Linked DNA regions of Ovis aries: region 2 is linked to region 1. Evidence: chromatin contacts called from public Hi-C data. All regions are on one chromosome and are shown on one strand. The core of a region is the stretch at or near the end of the contact, and the rest is flanking DNA. Distances in the headings are between cores, read along the strand shown.

Region 1 (6,504 bases), core at 3,781-6,280:
TGGCAACAGATAAGTTTGCAGTTGGCTAAGAGGAGTTTCTAAAAGGTTTTGCTACATTCTAATGCATGTATTCGGGTTAGGGGAACGGAGGGAATGCTCAGAAAGGCATTTGTTGTGTGCTGGATTCTGGACCATATACCATCTCCAGCTATTTACACGCACCTTTCTTTAGCATGCTACAGTTATTAATCTGGACGTTTGAAGAATTGGCCGCTGTCACTGCTTGTTATTTGTGCATTTTATTTTTTTTAAGCATATTGGTGCTAGAAAAGGCAGCTAGAGGGAGTGAATCTGTATTGGGGTACAGGAATGAACCTTCCACAACATCTTAAGAATCCACAAATGAAGGGATATAAAAGTAATGTGGTCATAGATAAGAAACACAGCAACAATGACTTAACCATACAAATGTGGAGGCTATCAACAAAGAATGGGCTTGAAACATTATAAAAATCGACAATGATTTATTAAATATGTTTTCTCAGTTGTAATGACTGCTCCATCTCCTGTGTAATCAAGGCCAGTGCTAAAAGTCAGATGCTATTAGTACCTACATCAGTCAACAACTTACACTTATGTTATTAGTTTTCAATCATGTACCTGCTGTGGATGCTTCATGTGCTGCCTACAAGCTTCTTTTTTCTCATTAAATATACAATATTTTGTAATGCTGCACAGGAAATTTCAATTTGAGATTCTACAGTAAGCGGTTTTTTTTTTTCTTTAAAAATTTATGATGCACTTATTCAATCCAATAGATGTCAGCCGTTCCACCCTTTTGACCTTACACATTCTATTACAATGAGTTTTGCAGTTTTGCACATTTTTTAAATGTCATTAACTGTTAGGGAATTTTACTTGAATATTGAATACATATAATGTTTATATTTAAAAGGACGTTATTTGTGTTAAAAAGGAAATTAGAGTTGCAGTAAATTTTCAACACTGCACAAATAATAAGTCATTTACTTTTTCAGTAGAAATTGTCCCACATAATGCTTTTATCAATTTGCTATTGAAAGAATAGATTTTTTTAAATGTGCAGTGTTGAATCATTTCTTCATAGTGCTAGAGTTAGGATTAGGGCTTCAATTTCACTTCTTAAATATCATATATTTGATATGCCCAGACTGCATATGATTTTAAGCAGAGTACAACTACTATTGTAAAGTTAATGTGAAGATATGATTAAAAATAATTTTTTTCCCAGAAATTTGATATCTTTCAAATTACACCTTGACCTTGAAATGTTTGACTATCCAGCCAATTTATTTCTTAATGGTGTAAAATCTCATTTTCAATAACTTATTGGTGCTGAAATTGTTCACTAGCTGTGGTCTGACCTAGTTAATTTACAAATACAGATTGCGTAGGACCTACTAGAGCAGCATTTATAGAGTTTGATGGTAAATAGATTAGGCAGAGCTTCATCTAAAATATTCTTTGGAAAATGATCTTGACATGTTTTCCATACCTTGTCAGTTTCATTCAAAAAATAAGGTTTTAAAGTTTTTTAACAAAGCGGTTAGTATTTACACATTGATATTTAAACATTGATATGTAGAGAATTGATTGACTGCTCATAAGTTAAATTGGTAAAGTTAGAGACACCTATTCCTCAGCTCTCATCATTGAAATTTATCTCACCTTGTCTTTCATAAAAGCTGAAAAGTGTTGACTAAAATGAAAATCAACTATTTGTGTTTTGAAGATAGTTATTAATACTGTTATTTGTTACAGTTTTGGGCACAGTATATTAAAGCATAACTTGTATTGTTCCAATATGTAACATGGAGGGCCAGGTCATAAATAATGACATTATAATGGGCTTTTGCACTGTTATTATTTTTCCTTTGGAATGTGAAGGTCTGAATGAGGGTTTTGATTTTGAATGTTTCAATGTTTTTGAGAAGCCTTGCTTACATTTTATGGTGTAGTCATTGGAAATGGAAAAATGGCATTATATATATTATATATATATAAATATATATTATACATACTACTCTCCTTTATTTCAGTTACCATGCCCATAGAATTTGACAAGAATTGCTATGACTGAAAGGTTTCCGAGTCCTAATTAAAACTTTATTTATGACAGTATTCATGATTAGCCTGAAATGCATTCTGTAGGTAAATCTCTTGAGTTTCTGGAATGTTTTCTTAGACTTTTTGGATGTGCAGCCGCTTACTTGTCTGAAGTTACTTGAAGGCATCACTTTTAAGAAAGCTTACAATTGGGCCCTGTACCATCCCAAGTCCTCTGTAGCTCCTCTTGAACATCTTTCTGCCATAATTATTAAAGGGTAGTTGAGTAAATAGCATCACCATTCTTCACTGTGGCACAGGTTATAAACTTGAGTGGAGTTTACCGGCAGCATCAAATGTTTCAGCTTTAAAAAATAAAAGTAGGGTACAAGTTACTGTTTAGTTCTAGAAAATTTGTGCAATATGTTCATAACGATGGCTGTGGTTGCCACAAAGTGCCTCGTTTACCTTTAAATACTGTTAATGTGTCATGCATGCAGATGGAAGGGGTGGAACTGTGCACTAAAGTGGGGGCTTTAACTGCAGTGTTTGGCAGAGTTGCCTTCTACCCTGCCAGTTCAAAAGTTCAATCTGTTTTCATATAGATTATATATACTAAAAAACTTCAGTCTGTTCAACAGCCTTACTCTGATTCAGCCTCTTCAGATACTCTTGTGCTGTGCAGCAGTGGCTCTGTGTGTAAATGCTATGCACTGAGGATGCACAAAAAAATACGATGTGTACAGGATAATGCCTCCTGCCAATCAGATGTCCATTTGTTATTGTGTTTGTTAACAACCCTTTATCTCTTAGTGTTATAAACTCCACTTAAAACTGATTAAAGTCTCATTCTTGTCATTGTGTGGGTGTTTTATTAAATGAGAATATTTATAATTTAAATTGCTTAGGTTCACTGACATTTTAATGATGGGCAGCCAAATGTGATTAATAAGTTTTTTGTAAGGTTTTTTTTGAACCCCCTGCTGTCCTTCAAAGCCTACAGTTACATAAAAACATGGGCCCTTATCAGTTTGGGAGTAGAGTACCAATCTACTCATGTTTGAGAGGCATCTAGCTTTTTTAGGATCTTAGTCTAATACTTAGTAAATTGTTTTAAGCACAATTTAAATTGCACATATTAAATAATATGCTAATCCCAAAATGTTCACGATTTTTGAAAAATCATGCATATATCTATATATATATACTCTACTAAGTGGGGTATCTGAAGATAATTGCCCAGAATGGATTTGATATCTCAGATTTCAATTTTGTGGCTTTTCCATTCTTTGATTCTGTAATACGCCATCAACATGGGAAGCTTCATCTGATCATTGTGACTTATGCTCTTTAAAAATTGATATTTCACAATAGTCTAAAGACTTTATGTTCCTGAACTTAATCTTGTTATTTCTCATATTTTTAAGAGTGCAAAGACTAAGTAAGGCATATCCTTTCACAAAGCATAGTAAGGTAATAAGTGAAAGTGTAGCTTATAAAAATGTTAAAGCAGATCATTTATGTAACAATGTTATTTCAAGTTTACATTTTCTCTAACTTTTAAAAAGTGAATAATATATAAAGTATGAAAAGTGTGTGTGTGTGTGAGTACACACATTTTTTTTCTTTTTAGATATTTAAGTATGGATGAAAACCATACTGGAGTCTAAGATCATTCTGATTTATAAGATGATCTTGGAGATGTCTGAAAAATAGGAATTTACTGTAGTTTTTTTTTTTAATTGCATGTTCTCACTACCCTTAATTTGAGCTAGTTTGGTTAAGTGAATGCCATCACCATTTCCATTGAGAATTTAAAAATCACCGGTGTTTAATATGCAGGCTTCCAAAGGCTCACAACAAATCAAGACCCTTAAATCTAGTTAATTTGCTGCTAATATGAAACTTTTCTTATTCTTTTATTCTTGCCAGATAATTAGCCACAGATCTAAAACTTAGTCTTAAATGGCTTGAGTGTAAGTTTTGATAAGCAGTGCTGTTACTAGTTCAGAGAGGAATGTTTGTGAATGGAAATAGTGTAAATATTCAGTCCAAACTGGTATAAATACATAAAAAACTAGCAAAAAAGATAATAGAGAAAAACATTTAAAAACTTGTAAAGATGAGATGAAAGAGACTGATTTTCCTATGGAATTATATATCTGTAGGAAACCTAATGATTATCAGTGGTTTTTAATTTTAGAGTAAATATATTCTTTTATGATCTTGCTATTTTTCCATCTTTTAAGAGATCTTCCAAGTGTATCAGAATATATGTAGCCACTCTGACAAATACATATGTTGGTAGCTTTAAAAGTTTGTAATGTGAAGTCGTAAAGGACAGTAATTTCATTGGTTGGTAATACCCTTTGGTTTTTAAGTTAGCTATGTTGAGAACAGTTTCCCATGAAAAATCTTCACTCATAATCCCACCACCTGGAAATAGCCATTATTACTACTTCAGTGACTATACAATCCTGTTTTTTTTTCTTGTATATTCATGTATATATTTTCTTTAAATGGTGAAATTTGTACTGTGCATGCTCTCAAAGCCTTTAAGCTTAGTATTTCTCTTCATGGATTTGTAGAATGTTAAATTACATCAGAAAATGGACATTGATTGGATTCTTTCTAGTGCTGCAGATGCAGATTGTGTGTGTACTGGAGAGCCCTTTCCAATTCAGTGGTCAGTCAGAGACGTTTAAATATTGTTGGCATCAGAATAATACATATCTAGGTGAATCAGACAGTTACATTTATTTAGCATAGACAGGCTTAAGATTGTAGATATTTCTCTTCAAAAACTTTCAAACATTTGCATTTTGGAATTATGTGCTAAACAGAATGTATGAAACACTATTAGTAGTTAATTTCATCATCACCTTTCTATTTCCCTTATAAGTTGGAAAAGAAGGATGAGCTTTTCACTCTATAATTCCCAAACAGTTGCTCAATTTAGAGTGAATTAAACACCTGCAAAAAAGAAAGTTACTGTTGGTTTATCGCTTAGCTGCCTCTATATCTGTGCTCATGAGGCTTCTGTCACATCAAAACCTATTTCTTGAATGGTTCGCTTTTAGCTCTGGAACTTAACCATGTTTAATAATGGTGGGCTTAGGACATAAGACTTTTCTTGACAGTTAAGAAGTTTGGTGAAAAAAAATTTAGTTGGAGGGCAGTACATAACTTATAAACCAATGTATTGATATTTTACCAACATTTTTACATATATGAGTGAAGTCAACTGCCATTTTTGAGCATTACCACATTTTAAAATAAAGCTGCATATTTTTAAATGAAATGTTTAACAAGGATTTATATTTTTCATTTTTTCAATTAAAAATAATGTTTATATCTCCTTTGTTACATGTGGATTCTCATCTGTTCTTAAAATGGTTAGAGATTTTGTTTGTCCTGGAGTGGAGCAAAGCTCATAGTCCTGGCTCTGGTGTTTCAGTTTGTCAAATCTGCTCACTGTTGTGAAATTCTTAAAATGGTTAAATGTGGCTTTCTGTAGCTTATCATTTATCGGCTTTCATGTACACTTTTAGGATTTTTCTGCCTACTCTGTTGTCTAAGTGATATCCCATGTTTACAAATGCTCTTTCAGTTTCTATTTTCTTTTTCCATTATAATGCCCTAATGGGCAGTTTTTAAAAGAGAGTGTGAGAGGGTGTGTGTGTAGTGAGGTCTGGGTGGCTGGGTGAACTACGTGTTTGAGAGTGCTAGATTCCAGTTTTAGGGATTAAACAGTTTGATTCAGGCAACCAGTTGGCACTGGAATTTTACAGTTCATCATAATGAAAATCTTAACCTTGGTTGACTTTGACATTCAGTAATGAATCTTGGATATTAATGAATTTGTTGGTAGACTCTTGATACGTGCATTATTGAATTATTTTCTAAGTTGTGCATTTATCCAAGTTGGTATGATGGAAATGTTTATATCAAAATTCCATTTGGCTACTGATGGACATAAAAACAGAAATGCTTTCTTATGGACAGTATTTGTTTTCTTTAAAAAATTAAAAAGGTTAATTATTTTTAATACTTGGTTTTAAACTTTTTATTCAACAAATGTTTGTCAAGTCCGTAGATGTTTGGATTATATTAGAGATCCAACCAACAACCTCTGGCCCTTCAGGAGTTTCCATTCTAATAGAGAAAATGGACTTTATTTAAATAGTTATAATATTGATACGTGACACGATGATGATTACCACACCTTCCATATGCTCCTCTAAATTTCCACCCCCGTTAAGTTAGAAGGAGCCCTTCTGACTAATTTATTCCCGTGAGTTAGCAGTGAGAAGTGGTATGACACTTCCAAGGAAAAGCAGTGAAAATAAAATCCCTTGTACAATCCTTAGGCTTCTCTACTACAGTGACCAAGGACATGATGTGTTCCAGGTGGAGCAACTGTCAGCCTGGCTGTGAGTGACTATATGGAGCAAAACTTCCTCAAATCCTCCCCCTGTA
Region 2 (6,061 bases), core at 361-2,860, 460 kb after region 1:
ACTAATTAAAGCAACAGAGACAAATAAAACACTGACTATGCATATAAAATAAAGGCTTCCCAAGTGGCGCTACTGGTAAAGAACCCACCTGCCAATGCAGGGAGACAGAAGAGACCCGGGTTTGACCTCTGGCTTGGGAAGATCCCCTGGAGAAGAAAATGGCACCCCACTCCAGTATTCTTGCTTGGAGAGTCCCACGGACAGAGGAGTCTGGCGGGCTGCAGTCCATAGGGTCCTAAAGAGCCACAGACCACTGAAGCAAGGCAGCATGCATGCATATGACATGCCCTTTCACATTAAGCTTCCAAACTGACGGAACTCTGTCAGTTAGCTGTTCAAAAAATCACCAGTGGAGCTGAAATTCATTGAGATAACTGACAGGTTTTTCTTTTAAATTTTTTTCTATATTTCATTTTTTTTAAGAGAAATTACTCTTAAGTCTGTCAGCTCAGCAGTTCTGGGTTCTACACTCTAAAGAGCAGACTTCACTTATTTGTCCTAATATCTACTGCCATATCAAAGACCTGCAAGCTTTTTCTGTAAAGGGACAGACAGTAAATATTTTAGGCCTCATGTGCCATACAAACTCTGTTGCAAGGACTCAACTTTGACATTATACCAGGAAGGCATTGCTGACACTACATAAATGAATCAGTGTGCTAGTGTTCCAATATGACTTTATTTATAAAAGAAGAGACAGACTGGATGTGGCCCATGGGCTGTAGTTTGCCAACTTTTGGTCTATAAAATGGCTATATTCATAAAACAGTGGATACAGGAAAGGTTCTATGCCAAATTTAAGGGCATAGGAGTAAAAATTCAAAGACCTTTTTCTTTTAAAATTTATTTTCCCAGTTTTATTGAGATACAATTGGTATAAAATATTGTATTAGTTTTAGGTATATGATATAGTGATTTGGTATCTGTGAAAATTATGAGACAATAACCACAATAAATTTAGTTAACACTGATTACCTCAAATAGTTACAATTTTTTTCTTATGATGAGAACTTCTAAAATCTACTCTTTTAACTTCTTTCAAACATATAATTCAGTATTGTTAACTACAGTTGCCACGCTGTACATTCTATCCCCAGGGCTTATTTATAACTAGAAATCTCTACCTTTTAATCACCTTCACCCATTTCACCCAGCACCCACTTCCCACCCTGGCAACCACCAATCTGTTCTCTGTATCTATAAGTTCAGGTTTTTTTAGATTTTACATATGAACATTTAATCATTGCTCCATGTTTTAGAACTTACATATACTGTTACACATTCCTTTGCTTTTGAAAAGGTGGAGTTTGTTTCCTCACTGGACCATGGGGAAAATGCATGTTGTATACGTGTTTGTTGTTAGATGGACTCTAATTTTGTTTCACACCACCTTCATCACTGATTTTGCAAATCTGCCCACTTATTGCTGGTTGATTCATGTTTACATACATACTGCACACTGGCTCAAAGTCCATTTTCTCTCTCTCTCTCTCTCTCTCTTTTTTTTTTTTTTTTTACCACTTCTATCCCTGCCAAAACACTAAAAGTCAGTGTTTATATAACTAGGTCAATAAACACATATTGATTATACTGGGTACCAGGCCTTATGAAAAGAATGGGACTTAGATACAGTCCCTCATGGAGTGCATGTGCTCTGCTGTGCTTAGTTGCTCAGTCATGCAGTCGTGACTGACTCTTTGCAACCCTTTGGACTGTAGCTCACCAGGCTCCTTTGTCCATGGGATTCTCCAGGCAAGAATATTGGAATTGGGTAACCACACTCTCCTCCAGGGTATCTTCCCAACCCAGGGACTGAACCCATGTCTCCTGTGTCTCTTGCGTTACAGGCATTACAGATTCTTTACATGCTGAGCCACTGGGGAAGCCCCATGGAGTATATACCCAGTTAGGAAAACAAATAAGCAAAATTAATAGGTAAAACACAATGTATGCACTAGATAGTACTGAAGTATGTCAGAGGGAGATCTATCTGCTTTAGGAAATTTTTTGAAAGATGTAATGATGAGCTGAATTTGAAGAATACACAAAAGTTATTCAGGCAGAAAAGGAGGGAAAAGTCTTTCCAAGTAGAGCAAAAGTCACGTGCAAAGGCCTAGAGATGTGTGAGCCCACGAGTGCTCTGGGAACTGTAGGCAGCACAAGTGAAGCCTGTTACGGTTAATGATGCTGGAGAGATGAGCTGGGTTACATCATGCTGAGGAGTTTGGACTTGGTTCCACTGACGAATCTGAAGAAGGAACGTGGTATGATCAGATTTACACTTCAAAGTCTGCAAGTGAGAAATAGAATGGAGTCAGCGAAAGGTGTAAGAGGCAGGACTGGTGAGAAGGCCTTTGAAATAATTTAGGGAAGAGATGAGGAGGTTCTGAAGTAAGATAGTAGTAGTATTTATTAGGGCTTTCCTGGTGGGTCAGAGGGTAAAGAATCTGCCTACAGTGCAGGAGACCTGTGTTCAATCCCTGGGTTGGGAAGATCCCCTGGAGAAGGGAATGGCTACCCACTCCAGTAGTTCTGCCTGGAGAATTTCATGGATAGAGAAGCCTGTGGGCTACAGTCCATAGGGCTGCAAGGAGTCGGACATGACTGACTGATACACAGTGCAGATGAAGACAGGGAAACCTAAATAGAACTCTCATGTTGATCTGAGCATTCTAGTATGTACCAGGTATGATGCTTTACCTTGAGGAAATCCTTATAACAGTAACATAAGGAGAGGGTGCACCTCATTTTACACATGAAGAAACTAATTTGGGTTAAATAATTTGCTCAGGTTTGCAAGATGACAAAGTTGAGATCTGCACTCATATCTCTGTGACTCCAAGCTTACTTTGTAAATTTTTAGGACATATTCATCATTGATAAGAGGACCAGGGAAGGTGGGAGTTTTATCAAGAAGAATGATCAATAATCTCAAATGCCTCAACAGAAATTAAAAGATGAAAGACTCAAACTACATTGAAAGGATTCAACAGTCATGGATGATCTTGCTGCTGCTGCTGCTGCTGCTAAGTCACTTCAGTTGTGTCCGACTCTGTGTGACCCCATAGATGGCAGCCCACCAGGCTCCCCTGTCCCTGGGGTTCTCCAGGCAAGAACACTGGAGTGGGCTGCCATTTCCTTCTCCAATGCATGAAAGTGAAAGTGAAGTCGCTCAGTCATGTCCGACTCTTAGCGACCCCATGGACTGCAGCCTACCAGGCTCCTCCGTCCATGGGGTTTTCCAGGCAAGAGTACTGGAGTGGGGTGCCATTGCCTTCTCCGATGGATGACCTTAAAGGAGGGTAATTTCTTTGGAACCAGGAGGCCTGAGATCAGGTGGCTCAGGGAAGAGAGATGAATGAGGTGGTATGGGAACCACCCTCTCAAGACATTTCACACTAATTAAAACAATTTTAAATACTCTGTAGCTTCCCCACTGCTCTCTGTGGATTATTCCTCAAACAACTGAACTACCTGACATCAAAATATCTTTACTCATGCTTAGAATGGTATCTGCTAAACAGTGGGTGCTCTATAAATCTGTTGACTGAATAAACTTTCTTCTTTAGCACTGATTCTCAAGAAAAACGAGAAATACTTAACATCTATGTTTTGGACACAGATATGTTGATAATGTCCAGCCCCAAAGGAGAAGTATTCATTCTCTCAACGGTGTTTGAGGAATCTTTTGGTCCCTTTCAAGGGGGTAGAAAATGTCAACTCCAGTTAATAAGAAGAAAGTATAAAGCTGGGTCCTCTGCCTGAGGTCACATAATGTACCACGGTGAAGGCTGAGAACAAGACCGCCTGCGGTTCCCATTGAGAAGCTTCCAGCCACTGTGCTCCCAAATCCTTCTGTTCTGGCAGCAAATGTCTTTTTCTTTCCTTGATTTTCTTCTGCTCCACTCCCCTTCATTAATCTAGATCTTATGTATAGTTCTTGCTGACCTGCATTTTCTTCTGTTTTTCTCACATATAAACTAGGTCTCTATTTCCAACATTGCCTGATAGCCATTCCTTAATTCTACAGATATTAAGCATCTGTGCACCAACACTACTTTTTGGCACTGTGAAAACAGAAGTGAATGGCAGTGTGTTCCCTTCCCCTGCTTTAAAGTCAGCTCACTTTGAAGGATTTCCACCTGCTTGGTGTTACACTGACTTGATTTTACATCGACTTGATCTTACACCATCTCTACTTTGTATTTATGGTCTTCTTCCAAGTAGCTGACCAAATGTTCACTGTTCTATTTGTAGCACGGCCCAAACTCCTAAGCCTCACTGAGGTGAAACTGTGGGGACCATATTTTCCATTTAACATTAAGGGCCTCTTCCTTCCTCTTTCAGATAGCTCCTTTTGGTGCTTCAGTGGGGTTTTTTTTTTTTTTTTTTTTTTGGTTGGCAAATCAGACTCAACTCTTTTGCTTTGTCTCCAATTCTCATGTACTGATATATTTCAGACAATTTATCTGGGCAGATCTGACCCATTATATTTTCTATTCTTTTGCAGACAGTGATAAGGTTTTCCCGTGTCAATATCGTCTACTCATAATTTGAGTTTACTAGGTAAGCCACTGAGAATCCTGACCTTATTTCGATCCTCTCATTTTATATTTCATACCAAAGGGAAACAAGCTTCACAGTCACATCTACACCAAAATTAAAGACACAGAAAATACTTTCTATCTGAAGAAATTAATACAAATAATGTCATTTTCGTATTGAGTCTGGTTCTATTATCCATGCCTTCCACTTTAAAGAAACTGTAAGGAATCTATTTGTTTTGTTTATTTTTTGATGTCTGGTTACCATGAAGCAAATATTCTGAATCCATTTGGAGAAATATACAGAAGGCTTACTTGAGTCTTCTGTTAAGTTTGTCTTGGGAGACTGTATCATTACTGCTGTAAGAGTGTAATAGAAAGTGTTTCTGGAGTATAAGTGAAAAAGGTGGTCAAAAACTCTTAGAGCTGAAAGGACATCAGAGATAAGGAAATTCAACTGCACGCTTTTAGAGATGAGGAAACCAAAGCTAGAAAAGATGATGATGTTCCTTAAAGGCTAGTTCAGGGCATAGTTTCCACTTCTTTCCTTTGCTCTAGAACTGCTTACATCATAGGATCTTAATGCTATATCCATGTATGTGAGTGTGCACATACCGCTAATCAGACTCTTGCAGAAGATTAAAGTTACTGTTTGAGATGATTTTAGAGGTTCAACTTTGACTATGATGTCTTCTTATGTGAAATTCTAAAATATATGTGTGCATTTTGCTTACTGTAGGAACAGGAAAATCACAAAAGCAGAAGGGCTCTCTTGAAGTTTACAGTCAAATGCAGTCACTAGCAACATTTTGGATCTTGTTAACTCTCATTTTAATGACAGATCGGGTAGGGGTTAGAAGTTGTGTATTGAAAATACTTCCTTGCTCAGAAATGACCCCTCTAATCAACCTGCCCATTAGAGATTCATTTAGTTAACCAAACTCATCTATTAAATGGATTGTAATTAGCTCACCAGATTGCTTCTGTGCCTCTCGGATCTGCTGCAATGAATAAATTGAAGTTTGATCTTGGGCAGGGAGGAATGCTTTTGAGAAGGACAGGCAGAAAATCAGGTTGTGGGTAGCTAGAACTTTGGGAGAGGTGGATAGAAAGAAGACTGCAAAGGTACCAAAAATCTCTAATTTTCAATGCTGCCTTTAGCCAAAGTACTCGGATGGAAAGCACATACATATTATAAAGTACATGTGAGCACTTAGGCAGATTATGCTTCTGCATGTGGTAAAAAGGTCCAACTTTGAGCAAAAATATTCCATGGTGCTAGAAAGGCAACTGAAGATCAGGGTGAAAGTTTAAGAACATATGTGCAAGTGAATCCATATGAGATGGTTTTATGAGATGGTAAAATATTTATTTCTCTTTGCCTGTTAATGATATCAGTTATTACCTCTCTCCAAATAAACCATCCATGCTGGAAATAACTAGAGCTCATTATGAAGCTTAAAACGGGTATATGGCATTTGCAAGCACTGGAATTCAAGAGTGCATAGGTTATATAT

The links. Hi-C and Micro-C count contacts between places; a contact is called where the count stands out from the background.
Region 2: a contact with region 1 is called in a Hi-C map of liver, with 5 times the contacts expected there. The contact joins two enhancer-like sites. A contact is called at or near these places in 2 of 16 Hi-C or Micro-C datasets (liver and skin fibroblasts).

What each region holds. Positions count from the first base shown.
Region 1 is chr22:9,337,926-9,344,429 of ARS-UI_Ramb_v3.0, forward strand. It overlaps PTEN (phosphatase and tensin homolog), which reads left to right. Exons shown (of 9, transcript XM_027960248.3): 9 at 1-6,073. Among named protein-coding and RNA genes, the nearest start is that of PTEN, 99 kb to the left of the region's middle. Within about 2 kb of position 5,031, at least 1 of the 54 cell types and tissues checked has an H3K27ac peak or open chromatin away from gene starts, as enhancers often do. A contact at or near this core is called in liver, where this site is marked.
Region 2 is chr22:9,805,006-9,811,066 of ARS-UI_Ramb_v3.0, forward strand. All of the region lies in intron 5 of RNLS (renalase, FAD dependent amine oxidase), which reads right to left. Among named protein-coding and RNA genes, the nearest start is that of TRNAG-UCC, 12 kb to the right of the region's middle. Within about 2 kb of position 1,611, at least 2 of the 54 cell types and tissues checked have an H3K27ac peak or open chromatin away from gene starts, as enhancers often do. A contact at or near this core is called in liver, where this site is marked.